Linked DNA regions of Mus musculus: region 1 is linked to region 2. A link is a contact called in public HiChIP or PLAC-seq data. All regions are on one chromosome and are shown on one strand. Each heading gives the region's core, a stretch centred on a gene start, on an enhancer-like site or on the middle of the called end of the contact. The rest is flanking DNA. Distances are from core to core; before and after follow the strand shown.

Region 1 (2,941 bases), core at 58-2,557, 1.7 Mb before region 2:
AAGGCTTAGATAAGTGGGGCCGGAAGAAGCGAGCCAGTATTTATGGCCAAGTTTGTTCAGGGGGCAACTAGGGTGATGGAAATATTCGCCTTTCATTTGGACAAGCAGAGGACTAAACTCCGCTAATGACTCTGAAGTCCTTATATTTTGAATTGTTAAGTCAACAGACACAGCAACGGCGTTCGTTTTGGGATTTCTTGCATTAAGTCCTTCCAGTTCAGCCTCTCCCCACTGCTTGCTTCGGATCTTCTCATTTCTCTAAACTTTCACGTCACTTGGACTATGAAAATTTAGTATGGCCAAAGTACGGTAAAGTGATACATTTGCATTTGCATTTGAACAATTCAGTTCCGTCTTTTACCAGAACTTCAATGCCGTAAGTTTGACAATTCCAGGTCATATTTTAGAATACTCTACCAAGATACTGGTCTAAGATTTCATGCTAGATAGCTCGGTAATCTGATATTAAATCTACAAATGAAAAGCCTGTCCTTTGTTACAGACCCCTCATGTTTAACATCAGTCTTGGAGCCACTTCTTTCCAAAGTAAAACCTACAACTTATAAAAGACAAACTTCCTAATGGCAACAATTATCCTCTTCAAAGTCTGTCACTCCTGTCCTACAACTTTGTTCTGATGGACTCAAGTCCGCCTCACCGGAAGTGACGTTTGCAAGGCTTTTTTTTTTTCTCCCAACAAAATGGTTGTAGCTAAATGTAACCAAGACTGAAATTAAGCTAAAAGTATCCCACTGCCTTTAAGATTTATAAGCACCTGTCATCTGCTTCTGGGTAAAACTGAACGCACTGTTCTACCACAGCTCTCTCTTTGAGAAAGTGGGTGGCTCTGAAAAGAGCCTTTGGAATTCGCTACGGAGGCTTACTTGGCAGGATCACTTGGAGCTGGTGTACTTGGTGACGGCCTTGGTGCCCTCCGACACCGCGTGCTTGGCCAGCTCCCCGGGCAGCAGCAGGCGCACGGCCGTCTGGATCTCCCGGGACGTGATGGTCGAGCGCTTGTTGTAATGCGCCAGGCGGGACGCCTCGCCCGCGATGCGCTCGAAGATGTCGTTCACGAACGAGTTCATGATGCCCATGGCCTTGGAGGAGATGCCGGTGTCGGGGTGCACTTGCTTCAGCACCTTGTACACGTACACCGAGTAGCTCTCCTTGCGGCTGCGCTTGCGCTTCTTGCCGTCCTTCTTCTGGGCCTTGGTCACGGCCTTCTTGGAGCCCTTCTTCGGGGCGGGAGCGGACTTCGCAGGCTCAGGCATCTTCGGATTTCCAAACACAGGAACCTCAGTGTGGGCTGGGAACGGACTTCTCCTACTTATAGGGCGTTTATGCTAATGAAGGATTTCGAACCAGTCTCAGCTAATTGGAAGAAGAAAAAGTAGTGGGTTCATGGGTGGGATTATGCAAATGAAGTTTCCAGAAGCAGATTTTCTATTGGCTATATCAATGAGCTCACTTGTAACCAATCAAGTAGTAGCGTTTACTACCCAGGAACCTACTATAAAAGCTGCCGCGTCTGTACAGTCTTGGTAACTTGTTTTTACTGTTCTGTTACTTACACAGCACTATTACTATGTCTGGACGTGGTAAGCAGGGCGGCAAGGCTCGCGCCAAGGCCAAGACCCGCTCCTCCCGGGCCGGCCTGCAGTTCCCCGTGGGCCGCGTGCACCGGCTGCTCCGCAAGGGTAACTACTCGGAGCGCGTGGGCGCCGGCGCCCCGGTCTACCTGGCGGCCGTGCTGGAGTACCTGACGGCCGAGATCCTGGAGCTGGCGGGCAACGCGGCCCGCGACAACAAGAAGACGCGCATCATCCCGCGCCACCTGCAGCTGGCCATCCGCAACGACGAGGAGCTCAACAAGCTGCTGGGCCGCGTGACCATCGCGCAGGGCGGCGTCCTGCCCAACATCCAGGCCGTGCTGCTGCCCAAGAAGACCGAGAGCCACCACAAGGCCAAGGGGAAATAAGCAACAGAATCTGCGGAAACTTCAAACCCAAAGGCTCTTTTCAGAGCCCCCACTTTTTCAAAAGAAGAGTTGAACAGGATACTCTATTGATAATTTCTACCCTAATCTGGTGGGCTCTAGATAGTAACGACTGGTCTTGATTGTTAACAGTTTTAATTACTTGGGAGTATTTTTGTAGAGTAAACTTTATTAAGATTGGTAGTACCCCCTAGAATTTGATAGATTGGGCAGCTTAAAGTCAAAGGTCTCAGAACTTCTGGTCTAAGCCGAATACTAATGTTTGTCAATGTAAGCCAGCTGAAGGTTGTATGTTTTTAGTACTATAAGCCTACCACCTACTCCGTTATGTCCGACCATGAGTCTGTGTTTGTCCTCATCTGCTGCAGGAGTTTCTCTGATGATGGCAGCTCATTCTAACTCACATGCAGGTAGTCATGGAGTTCTTATGAATTACCAACGTTATCCATTTTTACAAAAATTTTACATTTTAAAGCAAGCTCCTTGGTTGTTCCCAGATTTCGAATCTGTTCTTGGCTGGCTTGGCTGGCCGGCTGGCTGGCTGGCTTGCTTTTAGAGACAGGGTTTCTCTGTATAGCCCTGGCTGTCCTTGAACTTAGATATTTGCCTGCCTCTGTTTATGGAGGGCTGAGAATAAAGGCAATGCACAACCATGCCCATTGGTGTGTGTGTGTGTGTGTTAACCAGAAATTAGTGCTTGCAGTCTTACTGATACTGGAGAACCCAGGCAGCTTCTTCCTCCTTCCCCAGCAGTTATTCTAAAAGAAAAATGATCGGATGCCCAGAAACTGTGAAGATAAAGGGCTGAGGAAAAAATCACATTGACTCCCCCTAGGAGAAAAAAAAAAAAAAAGTTCTATGATCATACCACCTAAATGTGACTGATTGTAGAAGATAAGCAGTGTCAGGCCTAGTTGACACTCCGATGGGAGGCCACGTAGG
Region 2 (2,843 bases), core at 113-2,612:
TGACAACAGGACCTTGCTGGCAAGGTATAGTTAGCAGGTCCCTAGGGCCAGACTGCAGTAGAGGAATCTCTCCATTTAGCTGTCCAGAGCTGCTGGGTGTGACTGAGAGGTGAGAATTAGGACTCTCTCCTGCTTTTTTCAATGGCCATTCTGGAGTCTGGACTAATGTCCTGAGAAAATGTCTCTTCCAAGATCCTGAGAGCTCTCTAGAAGAACTGTAAGAACTGGTAATAGCATTTCTTTTTGTGCTGGGGGGGCCTTGGGTATGTATGCTGGCCACAAGGGCCCCAGAGAAGCAACCGGATCTCTTACATTTATCATCTGAGCTCTGGACATGGGGTCTCCTTTTCAGAGACCCAGGCCTGGCCACAAACGAAACAGTGGCCCCACTTTTCAACAGGGGCTTAAAGGCGGACCATACGGAGGCCGAATGCCTTTGGCTGTCGGAGGTGTCCGGGAACAGTGGCTCTTCCCACCTGGCTCTGCCCTTCCTGCACTGGAGGAGGGCCCTCAGCACCGGGTCCTTTCCACAGGGCCCTGGTGGCTCCTCTGAAGGTCCCGCGGAGTTCACCACTCTTGAGACCGGGAACAAGGGCCGTGGTCTCCGCTCAGGAGGCGAGATCTTGACTGTCACCGGACTCCATGTGGCCCGAGGGTGACGAAGGGACCAAATATTACGCTTCAGGTAACTTTCCCACCAGTCTGAAGGAAGAGAGCCCATGATGGGGTTCTGTGGCCTCTTCATGGGGAAGCGCCTCCAGGCCTCACTGACGAAAGCGGTAGGGTTGGCGGGATCCCAGTTGGGCGGCCTCCGGGCCGGCCTGTGTCTCCGAGCGGGCTGGGCGCGGTGGACATGCTGCACCCGGTGGACCTGGTAGAGGGGCCTAGCGGGTCGGCGGCTCGCAGGCTTCTCCCCTGAGTCTGCGCGCCCCTGTGCTGGGGACCGCGGCGAGGACCCCGCTTTGCCCAGGTAGCTGCCCATGCTGAGAGGCGCGGACGGGCGGTGACTTCTAGCCCCGTTTCAACCTCGGCGGAGGCGGCCGAATCCAAGCATCCGCTGCTCGAGTGACGGTTGGGCCACGAGCGCCAGAAAAGCGCGAGGGAACTGGGGAGCTGGCGACACGCGGGCCACGGCAACCACGTCAGCCCGCTCTGGGATCTGCGGTCTGAGCACCACACTGGCAGAGCTCATGGGGGCTCGGTGTCTAGCATCCAGGCAGGACCCGGCCTTGGACCTGGATGCGCATTGGTGCGCGTCCCAGTTCCCCAAACTCTGAGCTGGAAGCGACTCTGGGTGATTTGAATCCCTTCATCGTACGAGTGAACGTACGAGGGAACGAGTGGGTGTGCTCGAGAGGGCACAGGACCAGAGGAAGATGGAACTGTTTAGGCAGGCTATAGGGCATTGTGACTTGTCAATGGGAAAGGCAGCAGCCAGCTGAGGTAATGTCTGTGAGTTCTATCAGAGCCTCCTCATGGCCAAACCCAGCATCATACCTTCAGGGGATAAAGTCAGGATTTGTAACCTTGCACCCTGGCGGGAAAGGGTCTATTTAGAAGACACTTGGAGCTCCTCTTCCCGACCAAACCTCTATTCACTTGCAGAATTAGTGTGTTAAACAAGTTGATAGAAGTTGAAGGTAAAACTGACTTCTTAGGGGGATACAGAAAGTTTCACTCTACACCCCTATGCTGGCCAGTGGACCAAAGTATCAAAGAACTCTGCCTGGCCATGAGCTAGAATCTTACATTTCACCCAAAACAAAACAAGTAGCTAACCAAGCACTTTCTCAAAACAGTATTGACAAGCAAGATGGCCAAGTCTGAGCATGCACTTGGTGGAAGGAGTGAGCTAACTCCCATAAGCTGTCCGCTGAGCTCCAAATACACAATATAGCAATAGCGTGTGTGTGTGTGTGTGTGTGTGTGTGTGTGTGTGTGTGTATACATACACACTGTATATACATACATACTGTGTATACATACACACTGTATACACGAAATGTAATTTTTAAAATTTTAAGTAAGGTGGAGAGACTCTCCATGAGCACACGAAAGTACCCCACACATACACAGAGCTACTGTAAGACATTCAGGAAATATAGAAAGTAGAAACTTCTATGTCTCAACAATAGAGCATCTATCTACAAATGTGAAACAGTTCTAGAAGTTCACACTGAGATGCCCCTAGCATGTAAGGAGGGTAGGAATAAATAGGGCTGTATCCAGCTATTAAGTGTCCCCAGGAGGTGGTTGCATAGAGAAACTGGGGAAGGAGGTGAACTAAAATTTGAGTGAGGATGACTGAATGGGACATACGTTTACAATGTATGCTGAGAAAATCATTCAATTGTGGGAGTTCACCACACATGTAACAAAACAGAGTTTGCAAATCCACAGGAATGATTGCTGGTTGCTTAAGACTGGGGCAGAAGGAAGAATAAAGGAGAGGACAGAAAGGTAACAGTATAATGATTTGTGTGCTATTGTTGTTATCTTTTGTTTTGTTTTTGTTTGGTTGGTTTGGTTTGGTTTTGGTTTTGGTTTTTGGTTGTTTTGTTTTGTTTTGTTTTTGAGACAGAGTTTCTCTATGTAGCCCTGGATGTCCTAGAACTCACTCTATGTTGACCAGGCTGGCCTTGAACTCACAGAGACCTACCTACCTCTGCCTTCTGAGTGCTGGGATAAAAGGTGTGCACCATTGCCCAATTGTTGTTATTTTTTAAGTAGTAAAAATTGACTATTGGGATTTTTTATCGACCTGTCTTAAAAGAACCAAACTGAACAACAATGGCCAGGAAAGAGTTGAAGTCATGAGAGCCAGTTTAGAAGTCTGTGTACTA

Evidence for each region. HiChIP or PLAC-seq counts read pairs in DNA pulled down with a chosen protein or histone mark.
Region 1: a contact with region 2 is called in an H3K27ac HiChIP or PLAC-seq map of regulatory T cells, with 19 times the contacts expected there. The contact joins the promoter of H2bc4 here to the promoter of Pom121l2 in region 2. A contact is called at or near these places in 6 of 39 promoter capture datasets (cranial neural crest, hippocampal neurons, liver and 2 more), 2 of 484 Hi-C or Micro-C datasets (muscle stem cells and uterus), 3 of 115 datasets of contacts at active chromatin or transcription factors (astrocytes, microglia and regulatory T cells) and 1 of 9 other capture datasets (adipose tissue).

The regions. Positions count from the first base shown.
Region 1 is chr13:23,682,565-23,685,505 of GRCm38.p6, reverse strand. H2bc4 (H2B clustered histone 4) reads right to left here and starts at 1,307. Exons shown (of 2, transcript NM_023422.3): 1 at 885-1,307. The coding sequence starts at 1,274. The coding sequence ends at 894. It overlaps H2ac6 (H2A clustered histone 6), which reads left to right and starts at 1,547. Exons shown (of 1, transcript NM_178189.5): 1 at 1,547-2,033. The coding sequence starts at 1,589. The coding sequence ends at 1,981.
Region 2 is chr13:21,979,700-21,982,542 of GRCm38.p6, reverse strand. It overlaps Pom121l2 (POM121 membrane glycoprotein-like 2 (rat)), which reads right to left and starts at 1,362. Exons shown (of 1, transcript NM_001162928.1): 1 at 1-1,362. The coding sequence starts at 982.